Regions from separate parts of the Mus musculus genome. Here region 2 is linked to region 1. Evidence: chromatin contacts called from public Hi-C data. All regions are on one chromosome and are shown on one strand. Each heading gives the region's core, a stretch centred on a gene start, on an enhancer-like site or on the middle of the called end of the contact. The rest is flanking DNA. Distances are from core to core; before and after follow the strand shown.

Region 1 (4,612 bases), core at 85-2,584:
CAGCCCCCTCTTCCAGAGAATCTCTGGCCTTTTTACTAATTCTACAAACCAGTTCCCCCCCCCCCCCCCCCAAGGAGGCCAGAGACTGAGCTTGAGCCTTGCTAATTTGCAACTGAATAAAGTACCTGGACTTCCCCAAAAGAAGCTTTATATTGTTACCTTCTCATTGTCTGGATCTTGTTTTTCAAGCAGGTCAATCAACACCCTTCAGCCTGACTGCTGTGGGCTTACATCCCTGCCCCCAAGAGCGTGCAGGTGGCAGCTACTAATTTTCATTCTAAAGGCATTCCAGCACATATTGTGGCTCTTGGTCTGATTTGTGATTAAGGTTTGCTACTATGGCTAGAAAGGCGGAAGTTTTAAATATTAGAAGAATATGGTTTTTATTCTGATAAGACAGGCTTAGTCCCTTAGCTGGTCTCCGGTTTTCCACCCTTGCTGTTATTGCAAGGTCCCCTTGGTTCCTCAGGCTGTGGAGATATTAGGGATGAGGAAGGTGACCTCCGACTCCTAATATAGCCTAGAGCCACAAATTATGGTGTTAATAGTAGAGGCCTTGCTGAATCTGAGATTGACAATTCTCCCTTGGGAGCTGCACAGTAATTAGAACTGTGCATACTGATTTGTGATAATAGGAATACAGCATGGGCATCAGCGTGGGTGCCGGCAATGCACTGCAGGGGAAGGTCCAACTTGACCATTTCTGAGTTCCCTGAGAGACACACCCAGTTTGGATGGAGGTTGGTATCTAGTTCCAGTTACAGCCAAGAATATCTTTCTAAGGCTCTGCCTCCCCTCCCCAAAAGATACCAAGAACCATGATTGTGGGTCGTGACAGCACCCACGGGAGGAATCGGGTCAATACTCCCCCAGCCATGGTTAAAGCCCACTCGTGCAAGAATGAGGAAATCATTTGATCACCTCAGTTAAGTGTGGCCTTATACCCCTGACTACTTGGTATTCAGTAAAAATTCAACTAGGAAGTTACCTATTCAGTAACTAATTAGCATTATAAAAGATGGAGTCTACAGCTCAGGGCTAGTCTGCAAGATGTTTACTAGGACAGAAAGGACAGACTTATCCAAATAGGGTTTTCCATGAGAAAAGTTAGGAAATCCCACTGAGACAGGTTTCTTCATTAGGCCCTAAGAATTCAGGCATAACTATAGAGCATAAATAAATTTTATGCCTCAGCCCAGCCTTTTCTTTTTTATATTAACAATAGGTAGGAGATGTAACCTCCCCTCCCCCCCCCCAGCCTAAAACCTGACTGATCAGGTTCCACTGTTAGCCTGAAGAGAGCATCTGGGGTGGAGCTCGCCACCCTATCGTTCTGCCACTCCCACTGCTACTGCCTGCCACCTAGCTGTTCCGGAGCTATCACATGGTCACCTGAAACTGGACTCCAAGGATGATTTGGCAGGAATGGGCCCCTTTCCCTTCTTCATAACCCAGTGTCTGGGAATAGTAAAATTGAACATTGAGCAGACTAGTTGTCTTGGTTTCATTCTCTCTCGTGCCACCTAGCTCCCTCTTCTCTTCCAGATTCCAGGATGCCTCCCAGACTAGAACCCAGACATGTGGGCTGCTGGCCGGCTACAACATTTCTCCTTTTGTAGAGCTGGTTCTGTGGATAGTTGCTGCTTACACTTAGTTTTACACTGAAAGTTTTTCTTTCTTCATCTATTCTCAGTGATAGTTTTCTGGATTTAGTTGTGAGTTGGCATCAGTGGTCTCTTAGAGCTTGTAGAACATCTGTCTAGGTCGTTCTGACTTTTATAGATTGGGAAATCTGATGTTATTTTAATGGGTCTGCTTTTATATGTTCTTTTACCCTTACAGCTTTTAACATTCATTTTTTCTGTTCTGTACCCATACTGTTTTTATTATTATATATAGTGGTGATTTTCTTTTTCTGACACTTTTTATTTGGAGTTTTGTATGCTTCTTTTACCTTGTTAGGTAGGTACCACCTTCTTTTGGGTTCTGTGAATTTTACCTTAATTTCTTCCCTTTGCCCTATTTTTATTATTCTTAGACTTGGTCCATTTATAGATTTAGATTGAACAAAACCATGCAGGATCTAAAAATGGAAATAGAAACAATAAAGAAAACACAAAGAGAGACAACTCTGGAGATAGAAATCCTAGGAAAGAAGTCAGAAACCCTACATGCAAGCATCAGCAACAGAATACAAGATATGGAAGAGAGAATCTCAGGTGCAGAAGATTCCAGAGAGAAGATGGACACAACAATCAAAAAAAATGCAAAAAGATCCTAACTCAAAATATCCAGGAAATCCAGGACACAATGAGAAAACCAAACCTATTCATAATAGGTATAGATGAGACTAAATATTTTCAACTTAGAGGGCCAGTAAATATCTTCAAAAAAATTATGGAAGAAAACTTCCCTAACCTAAAGAAAGAAATGCCCATGAACATACAAGAAGCCTACAGAACTCTAAATAGACTGGACCAGAAAAGAAATTCCTCCTGACACATAATAATCAGAACAACAAATGCACTAAATAAAGATAGAATATTAAAAGCCATAAGGGAAAAAGGTCAAGTAACACATTAAGGCAGACCTATCAGAATTATACCAGACTTCTCGCCAGAGTCTATGAAAGTCAGAAGATTCAGACAGAAGTTCAACAGACCCTAAGAGACCATAAATGCCAGCCCAGGCTACTATACTCAGGAAAACTCTCAATTACCATAGATGGAGAAGCCAAAGTATTCCATGACAAAACCAAATTCACACAATATCTTTTCATGAATCCAGCCCTTCAAATGATAATAAAGGGAAAAAACCCAACACAAGGAGGGAAATGGTGCCCTAAAAAAGCAAGAAAGTAATCCTTCAAAAAACCTAGAAGAAGACAGCCACAAGAACAGAATCCCAACTCTAACAACAAAAATAACAGGAAGAAACAATTACTTTTCATTAATATCTCTTAATATCAATGGACTCAATTCCCCAATAAAAAGACATAGACTAACAGAGTAACTACATAAACAGGACCCAACATTTTGCTGCATACAGGAAACCTACCTCCGGGAAAAAGACAGACACTACCTCAGAGTAAAAGGCTAGAAAATAATTTTCCAAGCAAACAGTTTGAGGGAACAAGCTGGAGTAGCCATTCTAATATAAAATAAAATCGACTTCCAACCTAAAGTTATCAAAAAAAACCAAGGAGGGGCACTTCATACCTATCAAATGTAAAATCTTCCAAGATGAAATCTCAATTCTGAATATCTATGCTCCAAATGCAAGGGCAGCCACATTCATTAAAGGAACTTTAGTAAAGCTCAAAGTACACATTGCACCGCACACAATATTAGTGGGAGACTTTAACACCCCACTCTCATCAATGGACAGGCCCAGGAAACAGAAACTAAACAAAGAAACAGTGAAACTAACAGAAGTTATGAAACAAATGGATTTAACAGTTATCTACAGAACATTTTATCCTAAAACAAACCTTTTCAGCACCTCATGTTACCTTCTCCAAAATTGACCATATAATTCATCACAAAACAGGCCTAAACAGATACAAAAATATTGAAATTATCCCCTGCATCCTATCAGATTACTAAGGATTAAGGCTGATCTTAAATAACAACATAAATAATAGCCAACATTCACAGGGAAGCTGAACAACACTCTACTCAATGTTAACTTGGTCCAGAAAGAAATAAAGAAAAATAGTACAGACTTTTTAGAGTTTAATGAAAATGAAGCCACAACATACCCAAACTTCTGGGACACAATGAAAGCAGTCCTAAGTGGAAAACTTATAGCTATGAGTGCCGCCAAAAAGACATTAGAGAGAGCACACACTAGCAGCTGGACAGCACAACTAAAAGCTATAGAACAAAAGGAAGCAAATTCAACCAAGAGAAGTAGATGGCAGGAAATAATCAAACTCAGGTCTGAAATCATCCAAGTGGAAACAAAAAGAAGTATACAAAGAATCAACCAAAGGAGGAGCTGATTTTTTTTTTTTTTTGAGAAAATCAACAAGATAGATAAACCCTTAGCCAGACTAACTAGAGGGCACAGGGTCAGTACTGTAATTAACAAAATCAGAAATGAAAAGAAAGATATAACAACAGAACCTGAGGAAATTCAAAGCATCATCAGATCATACTACAAAAGGTTATTCTCAACAAAAATGGCAAACCTGGATGAAATGGACAATTTTCTAGACACATACCAGGTACCAAAGTTAAATCAGGATCAGATTAAAGATCTAAAAAGCCACATATCCTCTTAAGAAATAGAAGCAGTCATTAATAGGCTCCCAACCAATAAAAGCCCATATGGGTTTAGTGCAGAATTCTATCAGACCTTCAAAGAAGACCTAATTCCAATTCTCCTCAATCTGTTTCACAAAATAGAAACAGAAGGTACTTGTGATGGTTTGTATATCCTTGGACCAGGGAGTGGCACCATCTGAAGGTGTGGCCTTGTTGAAATAGGTGAGACCTGGTTGGAATGGGTGTGTCACTGTGGGTGTTGGTATAAGTTCCTCACCCTAGTTGCCTGGAAGTTAGTCTTCCACTAGTAACCTTTGGATGAAGACATAGAACTCTCTGCTCCT
Region 2 (4,868 bases), core at 510-3,009, 310 kb before region 1:
TTATCCATCAAAGAGTTAGGGAATCCCCCTGGGACCAGTTTCTTCACTAGGCCCAAAGGAACAGCATAATCAAGTTTTTACTAAGAACCCCTAGTGGTGGGCTTAACAATAGACTGGCATTACACCTGGCTCCATTCTAAGTGGTAAACAGCGGCCTGGTCCCCGCCATCTTTTGATGTATAGATTCCTTTTGTTTTGTGTCACTGTAATTCAGCAGATATGTCCTGCCTGGCTTTTCTTGTTTTTTCTTCTGTATAAAAAAGTCTGTTTTTCGTTTGGACATTATACTCAGATTCAACATACTCTCTCGTGTCGTGTCTGTTTGTCACCCCACTCCTTCGCCCACCTGCAACCAGAGACCCGTTCCTCGCAGATAGGAGACCCAAAAAAGAGGTCCATCTGTGGCACTCAAGGCCGATCCAGCCTCATCTGGCTTGTTACCTATGCTGTGTACTTCCATGTGACAGGGGCAGAGGCAGAATCTATAACACGTTTTCCTGGCCTGCTCCAGCTGCCTAAGGTCGAGCCCAGCCAGCAGTGTTCCTTGTCTGTCCACTGGAGGCAGGTTTGTCACCATATCCCTGCAAGCCACTGTGAAAAGCCTTGTTTGCTTTTGCCCTAGAGTCCAGCCAGTCCCCTGACCTCTAACCCAGAACTATTTGTTCCAGGCGTTCCTCAGTCTGACATTCTAGTTGAAAACAAAGCCAAAAAAAAAAAAAACCCAAACCAAAAAAACCCAACAAACAAACAAACCTACCATCTTCCAATCATCCCTCTATATTTGGGGGTCAGATGAGCTGGTTACCTTTATGGTCTAGAGGGAATGAGTCAGTTAGCGTTTAAGCAAGAAGCAACATCTGCTGTAGTTCAGAGGCTGGCAGAGCACCAACGGCTGGGAAACTGTAGGAAGCAAGAGACCTGGCCAGAGTTCTTTAGTCCTATGCTGTGTGTCCATGAATGCCTAGGCCAGTTCCTCCTCCAACAGATATTTTGTCTCATGTTAGAAACCTTCTCTGTAGCATCTGGCCAAAACCTAAACCTATTGCTGGCCAGAGTTTTCTGAGACCCACTTCCAGCCTCAGAAATAGTTGAGGCTTGATGTCAGACTTGTCATAGCTGGCTGGGTTTTGCTTCATTTCCTCTTCCTAACAGTTGCTCAGCCAGTCTTTATTTGCATGTGGGCAAAGACTTTGGTAAAGAAAGGAGGAGCCTTGTTAGCTGCCGTCTCACTCATGGCTAAGTCATGAGTAATTCTACTAGCAGAGCTAGTATTTGATACCCCTTACTCCTTTCTGCTTATACAGAAAGGTGAGGGATTATATAGGATTATTTATGAGTTTCTGTTAATTGTAAAATTTAGTACAAATCCAGCAATGAGGGTAGTGATGGTCACTTTTTCTATTTGTTCAGAGATCATGTACAATCTTGTACCCTTTACATAACACATATACACCTTGAATACACATGTGCATATGTGCTTGCCACACCACATTCTATAACAAGGAAAGGACCTCGAGGAATGGTTTGGATAGAGGGTATGTATTTCTGCTAGTGTTCCTGGCAGGCCTTGCAGTCAGGCCTGGCTGCTAGCAGTCTCAAAGCTCACAGAATTCAGAGACCATCCACTCCAGGCTGCTGCTTATCCCACACTATCCAGCAGATGGCGCTGCACGCCGCACTGTCGCACCTGTCTGCCTTGGCTGTCAGGAAGTCAGAGTTACTACTGTGCAGTCAGGAAGTGGGTCTGCTCTCACTGAGCAGCGGTGGCTTACGCAAACCATGACTCATGGGTTTGACGAGGGCCTTTGTCAGAAGCAATGAGATCTGACCGTCACCACCCAATGGAAAGCAAAGTGCCTAGCTGGCCGGAGATCATGGTTGCTCACCGTTGATGCCTGGCTTTTTCAGGCAGCATGAGTTCATGCGGAATTTCAGAACCTGGCTGTGACTGATTCACTTTCTGTAAACGAGGGTCACCATTTCCACTTCCTCCGCTTGGGCTATTATTTGAACTTCGAGGTCAGCAACTGTTCTGGTGCTTACCGGAGGCTTTTGAGTATTTCATAAGTACTATTTCTTTCCTCTTCTTAAAAGTTTACTTTGCGATAAGGTCTCAGTATGTAAGCCTACCTTCTTGGAACTGGCTATGTAGATCAGTCTGACATCCAGTCCACCCGCCTCTGTTTCCTGAGTGCTGGGATTAAAGGCACATCTCACCACCCACTCATCGCAGCAACATTTAGCACAGATCTGAAGTATGAAATTGTTATCTCTCAGCCCTTCAAAAGTGGGTTAGTCTCAAATATCATACTGCTCTGCTTTTGCCTGGAGGGCAGGAGAGTAACCTCCATAGAATGCCTGAAACTTGGATGGTATTAAACTCTATACACACCGTTTTACTATATATATACATATATATCTTATCATATATGTGGCTGTATCTTTTGTAGTTTGTGAAGCCATAGAAAGTTAGTTCAGACTTCTTCTTTTCCTTTTTTTTTTTTTATTTTATTGTTAGAAGATCTTAGCAGCTCCAACATAATTCTTTTATTAGTGGAGACTTTTATCCTGTCTTATACATTTTTTGCTTGTTTGTTTGTTTTGTTTTTCGAGACAGGGTAGACCAGGCTGGCCTTGAACTCGGAAATCCACCTGCCTCTGCTTCCCGAGCGCTGGGATGAAAGGCGTGTGCCACCATGCCCGACTCTGTCTAATACATTTTATAGCTCATCTTTGGTGTACCTGACTTGTACCTGTTGTCTTATACATTGTGGTCTGTAATTGAGTTAGGGTGAATTGAACACAGTCAAGGACTTCATCCTCTGACTAGTGGGTAGTGGCATATACAGTGGATGCAATGGCCTGGATGACTCATACAATAGACTGGACCCTATGGGAAGGATGAGATGGCATCATACTCAGCGCTAAGGGCATGTATACCATCTTACATCATACTCAGCGCTATGGGCATGTATACCATCTCACAACTTAAGAACGGTTTATTTCTAGAATTTTCTATCTCATACTTTGGGAATGTTGTTAAGGCTAACGAAAATAAGACAGTGAATAAAAGGCAGTGGCGATCTAGTGTTTACATGTACATGTATTTGTATAGAAATTCATGTGAAACTTTTGAAAATTCTTGTGGCAGGAAGCCCCAGAGGGGATGGCTTATGGGGACAGTGATGACTGCGCCAGGTGTGTTGATGACTGGAGTCAACCTGTTCTAAAGAGTCTGCCAGAACTGGATTAATGTGCAAAAGACACAAGTTGTAGTTAGACACAGAGAAGCAACAAAGCCAGAAGGGCTCCTAGTGTTGAGGCAATGATCCAGAAGGGGGCTAGGTAGCAGGAGCCAGCCTGTCAGGGGTTACAGCACCTCAGGACTCAGCTTTGGGAGGTAGTGGCTGGGGGTTAGACTCAGGTAGATGTCCTGTGGTTAGTGATTCTCTTCCATGCCTCCCTTTATAGCTCTGTCTCTGTTCCTGAAGTTCCTCTACTTATATTTGAGGGGGAAAAACACCCTCAAGAACTTCCCCAAACTCCATTTCTAATTCTGTTTAACTTTTCTCTCAGGAGTTTTCTGCTCAGCCTACAACCGTTTCCAACTTGTAAAACCCCATATCTCATTTGCCTTCAAACACTCTTTTATAGAAATTGTGTGTGTGTGTGTGTGTGTGTGTGTGTGTGTGAGAGAGAGAGAGAGAGAGAGAGAGAGAGAGAGAGAGAACACATGTGCTCTGCTATACAGTTTTTGGTCCTTTTGTGTTTTCACATAGGAAAAGAATAATCTTTGGGGACAGGAGCCTTCTTTCTTGTGGTCTCTCTTGAGCCTTCTCCTTGGCCTTACAGTGTGGGCTGTGCAGGTACCTTGCTTAGGTCTTTAATGGAGTTGGGTGTGAACTGAGGGCAGGGGTGAATACACACACTGGGCTCACACAGACACAAGAATATGATATCTCATGTGAGCAACCAATCAAGCAAACACATAAGCAAAACACTAACATTTTGTAAAAACAAGCCCAACAGATTTAGCTTTGTCCTACTAAACTCTTCTTTGCCCTGGAGTGCACAAGGAAAATAATGCCCGTGTATATAAGGTATTGCTGTGCATGTGTGCAGTGTTACGAAGAGGTTGGCTCTTCTAACCTTTTCTTCCTCAGTAAAAGGAACATTGGAGTTGAAGAAAATGAGAGAGCGCTGGTTCTCTCTGAGCGTGTGTTGGAATATCCTTTGTATAAGAGGGGGAATGCAGACTAAGGCCCTAACACTATGCTATGACTGTCCCAGACATGGGGCACTGGTGACCAGTGAGGCTGAGGAAGAGAACAGCCATTGTCAGTATACACATACTTCCATGTATATTCATGGTTCATCTGTCAGTTTACGATGCAGCAGTTCTCAACCAGTGGGTTGCAACCCCCAAAAGACCATTGGAAAACACAGCTAATTTACATTATGTTTCATAAAGGGAGCAAAATTATACTTATGAATGAAGTAGCTATGAAAGCAATTTTATGGTTGGCAGTTACCAAATGAGGAACTATTAAGAACCACTGTTTTAAAGGGCTTTTGTTTGAGAAAAAAATACTTATTTTACTTATGTGTTTGTGTCTTCATGTGGATATAGCACACATGAGTTCAGTTGCTTGCAGAGGCCAGAAGAGGGGTTCAGATTTCATTAAGTTGGAATGACAGGCAGTTGTGAAATGCCTGATATGGGTCCTGAGAACTAACTTGGACTCTGGAAGACCAGCAAGTGCTCTTAACCACTGAGCCCTGTGTAACACATCTTAATCTGACTTTGGTAGGTTTCAGTGACTCCAGTGAGCTTGGGTAAATTCCTGAGTGCTTGTATGTGTACCAGC

What was found. Hi-C and Micro-C count contacts between places; a contact is called where the count stands out from the background.
Region 2: a Hi-C map of embryonic stem cells shows a contact between it and region 1, with 2.9 times the contacts expected there. The contact joins two enhancer-like sites. A contact is called at or near these places in 2 of 15 datasets of contacts at CTCF or cohesin (embryonic stem cells and large pre-B cells), 2 of 484 Hi-C or Micro-C datasets (both in embryonic stem cells) and 1 of 115 datasets of contacts at active chromatin or transcription factors (large pre-B cells).

Annotation. Positions count from the first base shown.
Region 1 is chr13:75,480,048-75,484,659 of GRCm38.p6, reverse strand. No RefSeq gene overlaps it. Among named protein-coding and RNA genes, the nearest start is that of Mir682, 160 kb to the left of the region's middle. Within about 2 kb of position 1,334, at least 7 of the 459 cell types and tissues checked have an H3K27ac peak or open chromatin away from gene starts, as enhancers often do. A contact at or near this core is called in embryonic stem cells, where this site is marked.
Region 2 is chr13:75,794,837-75,799,704 of GRCm38.p6, reverse strand. No RefSeq gene overlaps it. Among named protein-coding and RNA genes, the nearest start is that of Glrx, 43 kb to the left of the region's middle. Within about 2 kb of position 1,759, at least 284 of the 459 cell types and tissues checked have an H3K27ac peak or open chromatin away from gene starts, as enhancers often do. A contact at or near this core is called in embryonic stem cells, where this site is marked.